Linked DNA regions of Hordeum vulgare: region 2 is linked to region 1. Evidence: chromatin contacts called from public Hi-C data. All regions are on one chromosome and are shown on one strand. Each heading gives the region's core, a stretch centred on a gene start, on an enhancer-like site or on the middle of the called end of the contact. The rest is flanking DNA. Distances are from core to core; before and after follow the strand shown.

Evidence for each region. A called contact is a pair of places that touch in the nucleus more often than the background predicts.
Region 2: a Hi-C map of leaf shows a contact between it and region 1, with 8 times the contacts expected there. The contact joins the enhancer-like site here to the promoter of LOC123414343 in region 1. A contact is called at or near these places in 3 of 6 Hi-C or Micro-C datasets (leaf and seedling).

The regions. Positions count from the first base shown.
Region 1 is chr1H:46,166,685-46,173,329 of MorexV3_pseudomolecules_assembly, forward strand. LOC123414343 (metal tolerance protein 1-like) reads right to left here and starts at 4,651. Exons shown (of 2, transcript XM_045106670.1): 1 at 4,456-4,651; 2 at 233-1,832. The coding sequence starts at 1,832. The coding sequence ends at 567.
Region 2 is chr1H:46,386,872-46,393,165 of MorexV3_pseudomolecules_assembly, forward strand. No RefSeq gene overlaps it. Among protein-coding and RNA genes, the nearest start is that of LOC123406407, 120 kb to the right of the region's middle. Within about 2 kb of position 2,805, at least 2 of the 3 cell types and tissues checked have open chromatin away from gene starts, as enhancers often do. A contact at or near this core is called in leaf, where this site is marked.

The DNA of each region.
Region 1 (6,645 bases), core at 3,401-5,900:
GCGCCTTGCTATGTGCAGTAGTGGAATAGATGCATTAGAAGGAAAATAGCAGAAAACTTTGCACATTGAGTTACATCAAAACCTGTGAAATAAACTGCAAGACAAACTTGCAGCAGTGCATCTCACTGAGGCACCATGATGGCCTACATTCCCTACCAGAAAGCACCCAAGACCCAAGGGCACAAGGTGCAAATCCACACATAAAAACTGTTGGAAGCAAGCTTAGTACCGCTAACAGAAACTTGATAACATCCATACATAGCAGATATTTACATAGTGGTAAGAAAGGGTGCCGCTGAAACTACACATGCAGGTTGATAAACTCACAGGGGGCTCAAAAATTGTCTGGAAATTGCATCCATGTGAGAATACAAACGACTACATCACCCGATTAATAGTTCATTAAACTAATGGGCTAATGAAAACGCGTACATATAATATTTTCTCCAGCACCAAAGGCAACAGCTAGATGAACCTGCAACGCCTTTGCGTGTGCAAAGCTAACATTAACCGCATTAAGATGATAAACCGTTAATGCCTTTATCCCCAACTACCTGACATGTGCCTTACTCTCGCTCAATCTGAATGGTCACATGACTGATGTTGTACTCTGCCTTGATGTACCCAATGACCTTGTCAAGCATTTTATCAGCATCCACATCCTGCGTGATCGTCACATGGCATGCCAAGAGCACCTTCCCCACTGTGATAGCCCAGATGTGCAGCTCATGGACAGCAATCACACCTTCCATCTCACGGAGACCAGTCTCAAGCCTGGTGGCATCGATCTCGCGGGGCGTGCTCTCCATAAGGACTTCAAGTATGTTCCGAATCATCTTGATTGTGGTGAACAGTACAATCACAGAGAAGATGAGGGTGCATATGAGATCAATAATCTTCCATTCGGGCTTGTACCAGATGAGAGCCCCTCCAATCATTACACCAATGCTCTGGATGGAGTCCCCAATTACATGCAGATATGCACTGTGGACATTGATGTTCCGGCGAGGCTTCTTAGCAGGCTTGGCTCCAGGCTGGGCACTCTCACAATCACCATCATGTTTAATCAATGGTTGCTCAACATCCTGGTGCTGTCCAGTGCTCGAATGAGAGTGATTATTAGTCGTAACGGTAATAGAAGTTCCATGGCTGTGCTCATGGTGATGTACATGGCCCTGCTCATGATCTCCATGATGGGAATGGTCATCCTCTGAGTTACCATGATCATGGTCATGTGAATGTCCATGGCCGTGACCATGGCTGTGCCCATGTCCACCGTGCCCATGGTCATGACCAAGCAACACTGCCATTATGATGTTAACAAACAAACCAAAAGCTGATACAGCAAACATGAGGGAGCCCTGTACCTCTCCACTTTCATTGAGGAGCCTCATAATAGCTTCGTAGACAAGTATGCCAGCAAGGAGCCATATAAGCTGAATGGAAACCAATGCCCCAAGAATCTCTATACGGAAAAATCCATATGACTGCTGAGGTGTCGCTTCCCAACCAGCTGCCCATAGGGAGAACAAAGATATGGCAAATGCTGCAACATCCGAAAGGAGATGGGCAGCATCAGTCAAGATTGCAAGACTGTTTGCTTTGATGCCTCCAACCACTTCAACCGCCATGAATATAACACAAAGGATCACAGCAATTAGGAGCTTCTTCATGGATGCAGACCTCTCCTTTGAATCTTTCGAGGTGTTACCGGCATCAGAAAAGTCGCAAGCAGCACCTCTGCAAACTTTGTTCCCAGCTGCTCCAGAAACGGATGAGATGTCCATGGTTACTTCCGGAACATGGGGCGGTGATGAATTATGGCTGTCCATCTAAAAACAACAACCGAGTCAATACACAAGTACAATAATTATACTAGATCTACTAATACAAATCATCTCTAGTTCCTACTAACACAAGTAGAAGTGAAAAGTAAAAACTGTGAGAATATTGGTATGCAGAAATAATACTCAATTAAGATAAGAATCCAAAGGGGATATTTGCACACATGACAGTCATTAAGATTGAGATCCACAGGATATGGTGTAACATAACTTTGGCGCAGGCGGATCATGTTTAGCATATTTTAGCATGCAATTCATAAAAATGGCACGCCGGGACCACAACCCCCTAAGGCCTCGTTTGGTTAAGGGGGATTGGGGAGGTTTTGAGAGGGAGGGATTTCAGGGGATTGGGTGAATCCCTTTGTTCCACCCAATCCTCTCAAATCCCCGGGGCTTTGCTTCCACTAGTCCCCCGAGGAGGGTTTTGAAACACATGGATAGGAAGGGATTGAAGGGGAACGGAGGGGATTGGGCTAAGCAAACCCCTCCTACCAAATGGGAGTCCGAGGATCTGTGGGGTTTCTGGCCCTTCCGGGGATTTTCCTCTCAAAACCTCCCCAATCCCCCTTAACCAAACGAGGCCTAATTGATAAATTGGATGACATCAGCTAATGAAAAGGTCAGGGAAGGTAAAGTCAAGATTCAGTAGGTTTGCAAAACATGGCAGGAATCTGGAGCCTGCTAGCCAAACAACATATGCCTACGAAACTAACGACAGCGATTTGAGATAAGACCATCTTTCCACCTTTATGTGAACAACATGGAGCAGAGTAGCTCGAGTGGCCACAGCTAGCAGATTCAAAAGGGGATTAGCAGAAAGTGCGCTACTTATAAGTTAATAATACTATGAAACGGAGACGCACAACTAAAACAAAAACACTGATTGTCTGGTCGCAGGACAAAATAACTGTACTGGCACCGCAATATACTAATTCGTTCTCCTACCCCACAAATTCGATTCAACTAAACTTCAGCAAGAAGTATCAGTGTATCACAACAGTAAACCGGCAGGACTGCAAAACAGTCAAATTACCAGAGATCAATCAGATAGCAGGCATTCAGCAGCGGACAAAATAGATGCCTCTCCTACCCCGATATTATTCAGAAACGGAATGACGTGAAAAGCGAACACAAATTGGAGTTTGGCACCCACGGGAAGGAGGCCGACAAACAGAGCCGGCGCGATTGATTGACCCGCCGCGGCACGCCGCTCGCGGCCAGGCGAGCACGCCCCCGACGACGAACTCGGCCACCGCACCCAGACCAATGGAATCGCGTCGGAAGTCACAAGGACCCGACGCAGAAACCAAGGGAAATAACATGCGCGGCACGGGCCACGGGGACAGCGACCCGCGATCCAATCCCTCCGATCAGGATGGTAGATAGACCAGCAGCAGTAGTAGTAGCATCCTTCGGATTTTCCTTTTCCTCCCTCCTCCTCTGACCCCGAGCCGCCCCGATCCAACCCCGTAACTGAAACCCACCCGCGGCAGAAACTGGAAACGAAAAGAAGAAAAAAATCGCCGCGGAGACGCCGCGGGTGAGCCGGGAACCGCACGAGGCGGAATGGAGTGGGCGAGCCCTCTCGCCGTGGATGGCCCATTGGTGGCAACGGGGCGGAGCGGAGTGGAAGATCAATCCACGGATAATCATCCTTGGTTACGGCGGGGCAACCAGAGAGTGGAAGAGCGAGAGGAAGAGGGAGGGAGGCTGAGGCGAGGATAGGAGAGGCGCTAACCTGGGTGGGGATGGACGGAGCCTCGGCGGTGAGCAGCGCCGCCGCCGCCGCCGCCACGGAGTTGTGCGACACGCGACGGTAGGGAGGGAGGGAGGCGGTTCGTGGGCTCGTGGCAAGGAGGCGTGAGTCGCCAGGGGATTGTGAAGAAAAGGGGCGAGCCCAAGGGTAGTTGGGTAATTCGTGTCGGTAAAGGAAAGGAAAGGAAAAGGAGGAGGGATATCCCGACCTCCGATCCTTTGGATACCCTTCTCCCGCAGAATTTATTTACCGTGGCCACTTCGTGATTATAGAGTAAAAAAAAAAGGAAGAAGAAGAATGCAACGAAACGGCCATGCTTTCCGTTTCGAAGCACGTGACGGCGACGACGCAGGTTACGGATCTTTTGTGCCGCGCGCATTAAAACCAAAAAAACTGATTTGAGCTCTACTGTGACCCATCCAAACCAGGACCGAAGTTCAAAGAAAACCTGGAATTCGCCAACGTAGCAGCGGGGGATTACTGCTGGAGGTTCAAAGAAAGCAGCGTCGCGTCAGAGATGATGGCTGATGGCGAATCGTACTATGTGCGAGCGAGCACATTCGATTCGTCGTGCGGGCGACCAGAGCGGCGGGGGGAAGAAAGAGGGTCTCGCACGGCTCCGCGCGCCGTCGGGAGCCTTCTGCCGCCTTCTTGGTGGTGCCGCCCGCGCCGATCGACGGGAACGGAAACGGGAACGAAGTCGAGGGAGCGAGAACGTTTTGCAGCAACTACGGAGGAGGAAGGGGACGGGGAGTGCCATGGACGATAAAGCGGAGAGTCTGCCGAGCGGACGTCGGCGTCCACGGAACTGGGAGGAATGTTGGCTGGATGCTTGGAGACTGGGATGGGTTTTACCTGTGCCTGCTCTGGACGCCGGTGGCCGGCCGGTGATCCCCGCGAGCGCGGGAGGGCGGCGGGAGGCGGCTGGCGATCTTCGCGCGCGGGCGTCGGCGGGGTTGGGGGCCGAGGAGGAGGACTGGTAGGAGAGGAGGAGGGATGGGTCGGGTGGACAGGTGCCTTGCGGATCTCGTTTTATAAGGCCAGCTCACACGAGCAAAACGGGGAAGGGGTTTCTTTATGGCTTACTCAGACAACTCACGCCGCGCAGGGGGAAAATTGTCAGCACTCACCTCATTCCGGGTTTTGCCAACTATGATTCTGTTTGGATCCTCTAACTCAGTTAGTGGTTAGGGTTAAATTCTAATTCTAGACTAATCTTAAATTAACTCTAACTAAAGAGGTGTTTGAATAGCAGGGTTAAATTGTAAATAAATGATTTTTTTTCAATCATTTGGTTCCTTTAACCAAGATTTGGTATGGTGAAGGTAGAGGAAAAAGTAACTTTTCTTGGCCCCATCTAACTCTAACCCAAATAAGCATCTCTTAGGTGGGTTAGTTTTTTTGGATGGGTTAGATGCATCTAACCAACTCTAACTCTCCTGTTTGGATGTTTTGGGTTAGTTCAGTCCAATCTAACCAACTCTAATTCTAACCCATGGATCCAAACAGGGTCTATGGAATTTGCCTTTAGAGTTCAGATTTCGTATGAATTCTGTTTAAATAGTACATCCAACCTAGATTCTATCTGCTTTCTTTTAACGCAATACGGATGCAAACACTCGTAAAGTTATTTGCTTCTATCTTGTCCTTTGTGCCGGTATTGATGTCTTTCAAAACATGCTTTCGTCCCGTTTTATATGTAAAACAATAACACCCAAGTTACATGGCGGGACGATATAATGTCGTGGGGTAGCCCCCCGATACAACAGATCCCTAAATACGGAGCCAACATAATCACACAAGACTACATGGCTGGAAAACTACAGACGGAAAGACCAGAGTACAACGCTACGACCACCGCTGCCAAGCCCAAAAGGACAAGGGTTTTCACCCGAAGACTCGTCATTGAGAGGGGAACCACGATGACGTCTTCAAGAAGATAGCGACACTCGCAGATGTCGGCGGCGCCGCCGCCAAAGCGCGGAGTTTTCGCTCGACAGCTCACCTGTGTCGCCAAGAGATACCCAGACCAATCGCGACGAGAACCGGCCTCCAGATCCGGATACGGGCAACGTCATTTCCCAAGACACAAAGTAAGCCCTGAGCCACCCACCGCTACACCCCGCATTGTCCAGACGACCAACAAGCGTAGCCACCACTGTTGTCATGGGACCTGCCGGAAAGCCACCATACTGACCGCCCTTCGGGCCACCGTCCTCGCATCCATGTCCCGAGACACCACCAAATGTCAACATCACAACACGCAACCACAGTGGGAAGAACAGAAGGGATCTCCTAATCCTAGCACGACATCAACAACCTAGCCTGGGTGAGCGCATCCACCGTAGGGGTGATACGTCTCCAACATTTCTATTTTTTTATTGTTCCATGCTATTATTTTATCATTTTTGGATGCTTTATATGCATTTATATGTTGTTTTATATCATTTTTGGCAACTAACCTATTGACCCAGTGTCTAGTGCAAGTTGCTATTTTCTGCGTGTTTCTGGCTTTTCAGGAAATGAGAACCAAACAAAGTCCAAAAGCAACGAAACTTTTTGACGATTTTTTCTGGACAAAAGTAAGACCTCGAAGCTTCGATGGGAGCCCAGATGCCACACGGAGTGGTGCCGAGACATCAGGGCGCTCCCTGATGGCTTGGGACCACCCCCTGACATTTCTTGGCCCAACTCCGCCTCTATAAATCTCCCAAAATCGGGAAAACATCACAGAGCCGTCCAAAATGTTTTTTCACTACTCCAAGTCTCTGTTCCGCCGTGATCCCATCCAGAGCCTTGTTCTGGTGCCCTGGCATAGAGGGGGCCGGAGGGCATCTACATCAACCTTGCTTCTCCCATGGTGATGTGTGAGTAGTCTACCACCGACCTATGGGTCCACAGTTAGTATCTAGATGGATCTCTCTCTCTCTCTCACACGCGCGCACACACACATACACACCACGATCCCCGCGGTGATCTATTCAATATAATATTCTTTGTAGTGTGTTTGTTGGGATCCAATGAAGTGTGGGTTTATGTGTTGGG
Region 2 (6,294 bases), core at 1,555-4,054, 220 kb after region 1:
GTTGCCGCCTTCAAGGGCACCACTTAGTGCAATCACGACACTTTGCATTGTGTGAGGGTGTGAGGAGAATACGGTGGCCTTAGTTGCATCTTGGGGAGCATTATGCCTCCACCGCGCTCTAACGGAGGCGTACTTCCCCTCAAAAGGAAGGAAATTTGGAAACACATCCTCGTCTTCATCGGTTCAACTTGTGGTCACTTCTCACCTTTACTTGTATTTTTTTACTTGCTTATTATTGTTGGTGTTAGCATCATATAGGTTGCTCACTTAGTTGCATATCTAGATAACTTTTTGGTTGTTAAACTTATTTTGTTAAAGAAAAACCTAAAATTTGTAGTTGTCTATTCACCCCCCCCCCCCCCCCCCCCCGTTAGTCAACCATATCAATACTTTCAACCTTGAACAAAGAAAGGGAGGGATAGCATATTTGTTGTCGTGGATAGGTTTTCAAAAAGGGATTTTTATTTTCATGCCCTCGTTCCTTAGTTGTACTAACTTTTCCCCATTCACTCAGTTTGCATCCTTTTTAATAAATGTTCATAGTTTTAAAAAATGTACAGAGTTCCACAAACGTACATAATATTCAAAAATTGTTCATGGTTTTGAGGCAATATGTTAACAAACTTGAAAGATAGTCAAAAAAGGAAATATAAAAGGAAAGTGGGACGAAATAATAAAGAAAAATTAAAAAAATATAGAAAAAGGAAAATAAAATAAAAAAATTACTTAAAAGAAAAAAGGAAGAAGAAAAAAATAAAAAAAAAGGAAAATGCTGCTTTAGAGATGGTTTCTTCCCAATGGGTATGGAACCCCAAATGGCCCGGTCAAAGAAACAGGACATTGTAGGCGGTACGCGCTAGGGGGAGCTTCTACCTGTCGCTCGTTGCGGCAGCATGTCGCTTGAACACACAGGGGTGTCGCTGGGCCGGCCCATCAACCCGCTGATAGTTTCGTTTTCTGTCACGTGAAAAAATCTACTCCCCTCTGTAAAGAAATATAAAAGCATTTATATGACTAAAATAGTGTTCTAAACACTCTTATACTCCCTCCGTCGCGGTTTAGAAGGCGTGGTTGAAAATTTTCTAAAACCTAGGTGGTTATTGATTGGCTGCGAGATGAGCTATAAATAGCATTCATACTACGCATGCATATAGAAGTAGTACAACGGAGTATTAATTAGCTGTTACGAGTAAATGCAATGCGCCATAAACATTGTCTATTATGAAAATGCACGTAAATTTAACCATGACTTCTAAACCATGACGGAGGAAGTAGAAAACAGCATAGCTTCGAAATTGAACACCCGACCTCATGATTACGCCACAGCCACTCGCCACTCCGGCTCAAAGCACCTACTGAAGAAATTAGTTCAAAACACTATAACAACACTATAACAACACTCCGGCTCAAAATATTTCTTGAAAATTGCAAGCAATGTTGAATTCATGAAGAAAATTTAAAAGCGAACAATTCTTTAATTTGTGAACATTTTTTATGGAAACATGAACATTTTTTGAAAGTGTGAGCTGAAATTTATGAAAAACAATAACAAGTTTTAAAAAAAACAATAACATTTTTGAGAATCCAGAATTTTTTCAAATACGTGAACAACATTATAAAATTTTGAACATTTTTTGAATTTAAGAAACTTATATTGAAACCACAAACTTTTTTTGAATTGTGAACAAATTTTTAAACTATAAACATTTTTAGAACTGTGATAAATTTTGAAACATGAATAAATTTCAAGTTTGTAATTTTTTTATAAATGCGTGAATATTTTTCAAATCTGCAACAAATTTTGAAACTGAGAACATTTTTCAAGTTGTAAATAGAAAAATAAAAGGATGAACATTTTTTGAATCTATGAAGAAATTTTTAAACAGAGAATGTTTTTCGAATAGTGGACAAATTTTGAAACATGATAAATTTCAAACTCATCAAAAAAATTATAACATTGTGAGCATTTTCCGTCAAACCGCAAACATGATTGGAAATATGAACAAATTTTGAAAAATGAACAAATTTCAAATTAGAGAACTAAATTGTAAATTTGTGATCATTTTTAGAATTGTCAACAATTTTTTAAGCCGTAATTTTCTTTAATTGTGAACAAGTTTTGCAAACATGAATAAATTTTAAATTCGTAAACAAAATTCTAAAATTGTGCATATGTTTCGAATCTTTCGATTTTTTTTGAAACCGCGAACATTTTTCGAATTGTGAACAAATTTTGAAACCGTAATGTTTTTTTGAATTGTGAACAAATTTTGAAACATGAATAAATTTCAAATTGATAAACAAAATGAGAAAATTGTGACTATTTTTCGAATCAGCAAACAATTCTTGTAACTCAGAATATTTTTCGAATTGTGAATAATATTATAAAATTATGCACTAATTTTGAATCTGCAAACAAATTTTGAAACTCAGTAAATTTTTTACATTGTGAAAAGAATTTGAAACATGATAAATTTCAAATTCATGAACAAAAATATAAATTGTGGACATTTTTCTAATTTGAACAACAATTTTTGGATAATCCAGAATGTTTTCTGTAAATCCAATACATTTTTTAAAACAGAAATAGAGAAAAAAGAAACGAAAAAAAAAATAAAGAATAAAGAATAAAGAACCAGTTAAAAAAATCTTATATAAGTTTTCCAAAAAAACGACTGAACCCTTAGAAGTTTCCAAAACCAATGCGATAGAACCTGAAACGAGCCGACCCACTCGCAAAGGAGCGCTGGCAATCCCAGTGCGAAGCCCAAGGTTTCGCAATGAGCGGCGAATAAGGAATTCCTGCGCTATGTGGGTAATAAAAGACGTACGCTCCAAATTTGAGACGACGATCTAGCGTCTAGCCCCGCTTCTATGGCCCTTGCTTTTGCGTCGGCCGATACAGATCTCATTTATTTATATTTTTTCCGTTTATTTTCTTTAATAAATTTTCATGATTTAAAAGCAGTTCTGAATTTAGAATAACTTTCTGGATTTCGAAACAAAAATAAACATTTTTATGACTTTGATTTTGTTTTTCTCAAATGTCAAAAACCCAAATTGCAAAAAGTATTATTCGATCTAAAAAAAAATATTGGAATTGAGAGAAATTTTTGTGATTTCAAAAAATATTAAAGAAATTCATAAAATATATTATTTATTTTCTAAAAATATTCATGTATTCTAATTTGTTCATTATTTCTAAAAAATGTTCAAAAAAGTGAATATATTCTTCAATAACAATAAGGTGCATCGATTCAACAAATGTTGACCAATCTGAAAAAATGTTCATCCATTGGGAAAAATATATCGGGAATGCAAATTATTATGATATAAAATGCTTGTCTATAAAAACAATGTTAACGAGTTTCAGAAAAATGTTCACACTTATTTAAAAAATGTTCACAAAAATGGATACTTTGACAATTTGAAACAATGTTCATGAACTTGTAGAAAATATTAGAAATTTGAAAGATATTCATTATTACACAAAAGAATCTTGATGATTTCATTAAAATGGTCACAAAATGTTAAAAATATGTTCAAAAAATGAAAAAGAAGCGAAAATGATATGGTGGCCCAGTACCATACCATCGACAAGCATGTTGGGCCTGAGGGCAAGAATGTGACGAGTACTGATTACTTTCAATGGAATCATTAGCGTGGTTTTTGATTTGAGAACCTCGCAATTTACGAGGGTCAGTCTTATTGACACATGGCTATTGTGTTTAGAATAATGGTAGTACTAGTAAACGTGCACGTGCAACGCATATATATGCATAGAATAATGTGTGTCTTTGTTCAATGGTTTAAGCAAAATTTCTAATTTTGGGAAGTAGATTTCACATGTTCAACATGTTGAGGGTTCAAAACCCCACAAATTGATTATGCTTTCACACTACTACTTCTTCTATTAACTGGTTAACTTTTTTTGTCCAAATGTATCTTAGAGAATCTACAACCGGATGCCACAAACCCGCCTCAAAAGTCTGGACGGCGTGGTCACAAAAAAGTGACCCACATGGCTCCTCAAATGGCCCTCAAATGTTTGGGCTGACCGGTACCCCCTCATGTCCAACCCAAATCTAGGACAGATATGGGGCGCCCGGACGTGTTCCTCACGTCATACCCTACCAATGCAACCCCACATATATCGGTCCACATTTTGTTGCTCGACCAAATCATAGCCACTTTACTCTGCTCCTCCAACCCAAGCTCCCATCCGGCATTCTCTAGCGTTCTCTACCATGGAAAGCAACGGATCTTACTCCAACCAGTACGGATCCGTCGACTGGGATGTCGTGTCGTGCAGGTTGGAGGAGGCAATGGCCATCCACATTGCACTCCACCATAATCGGGAAGACAACGCCCGACCGACTACAGGTCTATGTGGCACGACTCTATGTCGTCGACACATCTAGCGCCCGGGTCCTCTCGGCTGGATCATCGCGGTCCTGGGAGCCTTCAAATCTTCCCTTTCCCATCTCCGATCGGGGGAGTATGAGTCCCGTCGGGACTGGTGTGCCCGTCGTGGAAAGGAGAGGATAAGGGTAACCGAGGCCCACCACGCAACCGACATCGCGATGGCGAAGGCGGGGGGGGGGGGGTCATAGACGAGGAAGCTCGCATTGTAAATAAGTGGAGGTGGAGGAACAAGATGCCCTCCCTCGAGAGAAGAATCGAGGGGTCCGTGTGTTGGAATTATGCCCTAGAGGCAATTGATAAATAAGTTATTATTATAATTCCTGTATCAAGATAATCGTTTATTATCCATGCTATAATTGTATTGAATGAAGACTTAGATACATGTGTGGATACATAGACAAAACACAGTCCCTAGCAAGCCTCTAGTTGGCTAGCGAGTTGATCAAGGATAGTCAGGGTCTTCTGACTATGTACAAGGTGTTGTTGCTTGATAACTGGATCACGTCATTGGGAGAATCATGTGATGGACTAGACCCAAACTAATAGACGTAGCATGTTGATCGTGTCATTTTGTTGCTACTGTTTTCTGCGTGTCAAGTATTTATTCCTATGACCATGAGATCATATAACTCACTGACACCGGAGGAATACTTTGTGTGTATCAAACGTCACAACGTAACTGGGTGGCTATAAAGATGCTCTACAGGTATCTCCGAATGTGTCCGTTGAGTTAGTATGAATCCAGACTGGGATTTGTCACTTCGTGTGACGGAGAGGTATCTCGGGGCCCACTTGGTAATACAACATCACACACAAGCCTTGCAAGCAATGTGACTTAGTGTAAGTTACGGGATCTTGTATTACAGAACAAGTAAAGAGACTTGCCAGTAAACGAGATTGAAATAGGTATGCGGATACTGACGATCGAATCTCGGGCAAGTATGTCACGCCCAAGATGCGACCCTATCCTCAATTTGGCACGAAGGCCTCGTCAGGGATAGAAGCGCATCTCGTCGTGTCGCAAGAATGGATATCGTTACAAGTACATGTACTGAAAAGAAGAGATATATATACAAAGTTGGCTTACACTCGCCACAAGGTACATCAGAGTCACATCAGTACATTACATAATCATCAAGAGTAAGAGCAGGGTCCGTCTACGGACGAAAACAAACGAGAAAAATAAGAACGACGTCCATCCTTGCTATCCCAGGCTGCCGGCCTGGAACCCATCCTAGATCGATGATGAAGAAGAAGAAGAAGCAAACTCCAAATGAACAATCAACGCGCTCGCGTCAAGTAACCTTTACCTGTACCTGCGACTGGTGTTGTAGTAATCTGTGAGCCACAGGGGACTCAGCAATCTCATTTCCAAAGGTATCAAGACTAGCAAAGCTTAATGGGTGAGGTATGGTTAAGTGGTGAGGTTGCAGCAGCGGCTAAGCATATATGAGGTGGCTAGCTTACGAGTACAAGAATAAAGAGGGGGGAGATCTACGCATAGCAGACGTGAATTACTGTTGATCAAATGAATGATCCTGAACACCTACCTACGTCAAACATAACCCCACCGTGTCCTCGATCGGAGAAGGAACTCACGAAAGAGACAGTCACGGTTACGCACTCAGTTGGCATATTTTAATTAAGTTAACTTCAAGTTATCTAGAACCAGTGTTAAACAAAGTTTCCATGTTGCCACATAACCGTGGGCACGGCTTTCTGAAAGATTTAACCCTACAGGGGTGCTCCAACTAATCCATCACAAATTACCACAAGCCGCATAGAAATCCTCGATCACGAAACTCGCGATCTCGTCGGACTCCTTAGTGGAAAACCTCAACTCTCAGATTACCCAAAGCATCACCGGAA